2 separate regions of the Mus musculus genome follow, and region 1 is linked to region 2. The links are chromatin contacts, called in public HiChIP or PLAC-seq maps. All regions are on one chromosome and are shown on one strand. Each heading gives the region's core, a stretch centred on a gene start, on an enhancer-like site or on the middle of the called end of the contact. The rest is flanking DNA. Distances are from core to core; before and after follow the strand shown. Region 1 holds the start of Kynu (kynureninase). Region 2 has its middle 150 kb from the start of Kynu.

What was found. HiChIP or PLAC-seq counts read pairs in DNA pulled down with a chosen protein or histone mark.
Region 1: a contact with region 2 is called in an H3K4me3 HiChIP or PLAC-seq map of the 230-238 cell line, with 25 read pairs. The contact joins the promoter of Kynu here to the enhancer-like site in region 2. A contact is called at or near these places in 3 of 39 promoter capture datasets (embryonic stem cells and liver), 1 of 484 Hi-C or Micro-C datasets (liver) and 2 of 115 datasets of contacts at active chromatin or transcription factors (the 230-238 cell line and bone marrow-derived macrophages).

The regions. Positions count from the first base shown.
Region 1 is chr2:43,554,031-43,556,730 of GRCm38.p6, reverse strand. Kynu (kynureninase) reads right to left here and starts at 1,406. Exons shown (of 14, transcript NM_027552.2): 1 at 1,322-1,406.
Region 2 is chr2:43,403,445-43,406,144 of GRCm38.p6, reverse strand. No RefSeq gene overlaps it. Among named protein-coding and RNA genes, the nearest start is that of Kynu, 150 kb to the left of the region's middle. Within about 2 kb of position 1,429, at least 4 of the 459 cell types and tissues checked have an H3K27ac peak or open chromatin away from gene starts, as enhancers often do. A contact at or near this core is called in the 230-238 cell line, where this site is marked.

The DNA of each region.
Region 1 (2,700 bases), core at 157-2,656, 150 kb before region 2:
GCCTTTGCCTCAAGAGAGAGAACTGATTAGCTCGCACTAATTGCTACCTAATTCTGCATTCATACCACCAGCTAAGACAATTAATACTTCAAAACATCATTTTACGCCTTGTTTAGGCTTATCATTTGCAAGTAAATTGACATGATCCGTTTGAAAATAAAGACATTAACTCCTAGTTTATAATAACTGTCAAATGTCATATCTCATGTATTTAGCATGGTATAATTTTACAAGGGTAAACGAACATGTCATGTGCTGGCGTGCAGGTCACCTGAACACTCTTCGGCCATTGTTATATAAAATAAAGCTCAATTTAACTTTTTAAAGAAGACTACAGCATCAAGTCACACTCACGAGGCATGCCCATAATAGTTTTAAAGATTAGTGTTTGTTGATGGAAATTGATTTTTGTCCTCGAATTATACTGAGGCTTGAAATTTTGAAAATTCCGTCTTCGTGGTTTTATTTATTAGCTGCATTTTCCCAGGTAAAAGATTGCACTTACCAAAATCTGATCAGTTGTAATGAAAGAATAACAAATTAAAGATCTCCTCCTGACCCTGCCGGTCTAAGGTCAACCAGGTCAATCAGTAACCCAGTCCTCAGTAGCTAATCTTTGCACAGCAAAGGGTCATTCCCACCCTGAAGTGAGGAAATTGGATACCAAGGTCAAAGTTTAGAAGCTAGTAAAGATACATTCATACTTCACTGGGGGAAGTAAAAAGTTGATATACACCTGCAACAAAGCCTGCTTCTGTAGGACTCTCGCTGAGAATTATGTGACATCACAGTACAACCAGCCTAGCTGAGCAATAGATCCTGGAGTTTGTTCCCACATTCCTAACGCTGGGAAGAAAAAAAAACTGTCTAGCAAATACAGGAAAAAAAATCTATTCTTAGGCCAAATGCTCTAGAAAATAAAAGGGGAAGAAAGTCCCCCTCAAGAAAATCCACTTTCACTTCTCTAAATGTTAATGTGACACACAAACATACAAAACCAGAAATCAGAAAGCTCCTTTAAACACGGCTTTTCTTTACCTGGGCTTGTTCTCCTGACCGTTTAAACCCGCAGTGAGGGCTGGCTAACCTGCTGGGACTGCAACCTCATCCGTTCGTTCTCTCTAGCCTGGGTTTCGAGGCACAGGCTTTAAGGGAGGTCATGCCGGGTTTGTTTATGAAGATCATTTATACAGTAAGAAAAAAACAGAAAAAGAAATCCCCAAAGGACTGTACCCTATTAGTAGAGAGAAGTTCCATTTGGAAAAGTACAGGAGAAGCGAATGTCTGTTTATCTTCAGAGCCAGACCTCTTCTCTGCTTACCTGCTCAGATCCAGACAGTAGTCTTCAGTACCTTCTCAGAGGATGCTGGATCTTTCTTTGTCCCCAGCTAGCCAAAGAACTGCTCACTTCTCCACCCTGTGGGGATTTTGCCTGTCAACTTTAGTTCCTCCCACCCTGTTGAATCAGGTTGCAAATTTCTAACCACTGACACAAGCTAAGCAAAATGCTGCCCCTCCCCCAGCCCCACCCCAGGTTGCCAAACATCTGGCTCTGCTGACAGCTTCTTCCAATTCTTCCTTGTGGGTTCTAGACCCCTGCAGAGACTTGCTTGACCTATGTGGAGCTCTGCTGTGAGCACTGTGTCAGAGAGCTGAACTCCAACATCTGCCTTTATTTTCAATCTGTGCTCTGAAACATCCCAAACCCAGAGGAATGCTCTCCTTGAACTCTGGACACATTTCTCCTGGATTTTGAGACAATGAACCACTGATCAACTTTGATTGCAGGGTTTTTGACTTATAGTGAATACAGGTTTTATGCAAAAGTTTAAAATAAACTGTGTGTGGTGGTACCTACCACTGACTCAAGTGCTCAGTCCTAAAGGCAGAGGACTTTGCTGCAAAAGAAAAATTAATATAGTCCACTAATTCCTCGAAATATTTTACTGCCTAATAAATGGACTTTAAAATTTTTGAGGTCATAAATCTTGATAGTATGATTAACCACAGAAAGAGTTAGAACTTGGAAATCCAAATGAAAGGAAGCCTGGAAAATATTATTAAGGTTAATTATTTCTTTAAATGCTGATCCTTGAGCTGCCTCTCCTGTCCTAATCTGAGCTTGGATCCTTTGAGGAATACCTATTAGGCATAAAAACTAAGACCCAAGATTTTCAGAATAATGACAACAGAAGAGACTGCCTCGGTTGCTGCGTGTTTGCTCCTGTGCCTTGTCTAAGCCCACAGCATGTCACCCTCTGCAAGGCCCTTTTCAGTCCTCTCTGTGTGTCCTCACTGTAATCCTGGACAAGTCACTGAACCGTAGCCCAAGCTCAGGCTCCTATCTACCTGATAAACAGAAAACACATCTTCCTTACAAGATTATTGAGAGAGAAAAACAATTCAAGGGGAAAAGCACTGTACCATGACACATAAATCCATTCGACACATTCTTTTTTGTCATCAAATTACCCAGACAAAGTGTACTGTCCCCAACTTCTAGAAGAGGACAATAGATGCCATGAGGCGACTTGGAGATACTTTACTGACCACTGTTAAACTCATAAACTACAAAATTCTCATTTGAATTGGATCAAAAAATCTAAAGCTTGTAATATGTCTATTCATTTTCCATCATCTCGTGTCTTGTGTCACTAGAAATTTAGAAAATTTGTTCTGCTCTGCAGGAGAGAACGCCAT
Region 2 (2,700 bases), core at 180-2,679:
TAAAAATATATGGAGTATGTTATTTGCTGTGGGCTGAAAACATCTATGCTGAGCATCATTAGTGGAAGGAGGTGGCAGAGGGATTATTCCTGCTTACTTCTTTCAGTTGACCTGGATAATGCTCCCATGAGCAAGATGTCTGAAGTCTGACCGCAGGCATATGATACCTTGCTCTTATTTCCCTATATTATTTTATCCATCACTTCAAGTTCACTGTCTCTGGTATATCATTTACAAAATCGTTTTGTCACAGAGCTTCTGAGAATATTAAAGGGCATGGCTTAGGAAAAGTTATTTGCAAGTATAGAACCCAGTAACTGGTTTCATGTGTCTTTCATACATTGCTTCCTGGTTTCTGTACTTCACATGAATCGGATTCTTTTGTTCCTGTGTACCACATGATTGGCAGACCATAGCAGCAAAAGGGTGGCTGCCTTATTGCTTGCTTTGAGCTTGGGCTGACCTTTGTTTGCATTTCCACTTTTGTGTGTGAATGTGTGTGTGTGTGTGTTTATGTTTTTGATTTTTTTTCACAATTGATTTTACTGTGACTACATGTCACTCCAAAATCTTCCTGGTGAATTCGTCAAATTCCTTCCAATTTACATCTGGCCTCATCAATACTCCACTAAGCCTGCAGTCAGCTTGTTGCTGGATACCCAGTATCTGCTGCCGGTGGGGGAGACATTTTAGTATACTTCCATCAATCCCACATAATTGGTATACTTCTGCACTTCCAGAAGAGCTCATTTTGACTTGTAGTGTTTCTGAGTTGTGCTCAGCTATCATAATAACTGAAGGTTTTAAAGCATATACCTGTAACTTACTGCAGCTTTTGGTATCCATGCTTTACCACTTCAAGTGAAGTGTTGAAGGCTTGCTTCCATTTACAGTCTTTTAACTGCTTCAATTTTATAATATAATAGCCTCAGGTATTATTGCACCACATCAGATGGCGATATAATTTTTCTTTCAGTTGTAAAATGAGTTTTCAGAGTCATGAAAGGAAGCATAGTCTATTGCATTCATCTTCATTTTTATACATTCTAGAATACTTTGATTATACTTTATTTTTATTATTTTTTTCATTTAGTTGTAGCACTGTACTCAGTGCCTCACGCATGCCAGGCAAGAACGCCACCATGGAACTATATCTCCAGCAAAAATGGGATGTATATACAGCGAAAGGTGGAGTTAAGCCACCCTATAAATAAACAGCAACAGATTTGAACCTGCATTCAGGCCATGGAGAGTCACCCTTGTTCAAAGGTCCTTCTTCTCTGAACTATAAGCATTTACTGTTCTAGAGGCAGTGAGACCTGGGAGAATGGAGCTGATAAATGAGGCAGACTAAAGCCTTAACTTACTCCTATCTGTTACACCTGGGAGGGGCATAAAAGCACATTCCAAGAAGTATGTTTTCAAGAAGCTGAGGTCACAAGACTCTTGTCTTTGTTCCCTAGAGTTTTCTCACAAGCACTCAGGACTCTTCTCATAGGACTCCATTCTTGGAGTATCAACTTTATTCTTAGAATTAGAAAATTTTTACTCAGAGTTAAGAAAAGTCACATCAGTACATTGTACATGCATAAGGACTAGTTTCAAACGGCAGATGAGCTGCACATGGCAAAACAATGTTTTTCTATAAAGGCCTATAAACAAATATCCATAGCCAGTTTAATGAATAATCCGAAGTAAACTTACTCCTATCTGCTACGCCTGGGAGGGGCATAAAAGCACATTCCAAGAAGTATGCTTTCAAGAAGCTGAGGTCACAAGACTCTTATCTTTGTTCCCTGGAGTTTTCTCACAAGCACTCAGAACCCTTCTCATAGGACTCCATTCTTGGAGTGTGTTCTGGCATCTTAGTACCGGTGCTCTGTTGTCATTCCTTGCTGGTAGGTTTGTTAGTGAGCAATTCTTTTAGTTTCCTTTTATCCGAAAATTTCTTGTTCCCTAAGAGTCTTTTCTTCAGGTATGGTGGCCCATGTAAAGTGTGGTGCCACTTCCTCCTGGCTACTGTAGTTCTTGCTTAGGAAGTCTGTCCTTCAAGTAGTCTCAGCTAAGCAGTGCCTCATTTCTTTGTGATGCCATCATTATTTTCCCTTGTGCTTATTTTCTGATATTTAATTGTGTGCGATGGAGTCTGTGCCATTTGGGTATTTGACACTCATATGCCAGAATAATGAACATCTGTATCCACACCCATGAGTTCCTGGGTCACCTTGAGAGGAAAGATCCAACTCTCCAGAGTTAGTTTAGAGAAACTGTGGGCTCAATATCTTATCTTTGTGAGTCATACCAAGTTTGAAAATTTTAGTTTGCTAAATAAACAGCTCAAAAACCTAACACTAGTCCAAGTTGAAAATGTTAACTATACATATACTATGTTTAGACTATAAGTGCCCTATTAACTGTGTGGCTGAAATCTTTAACATCAAATTCAGAAAAGGAGTAGAGATACTGGTAAAGCAACCAACTACAAAGAAGACAATTAAAGATCCCATTTGGTAAACAAACACTTCCTGGGTTCAGAGCAGGCCTAAATGAATAAATCTGGAGATGACAGAGAACAGTATGCTAGCCAAGGCCTCACACAGTGTTCTCATCTGGGGTAAGTGTCATGCCCTTGAAGTAGTAAACCTCTCCTTTGGTTCTACTATAGTGAATCATAGATTACTATACTCTGTTTACTCTGAA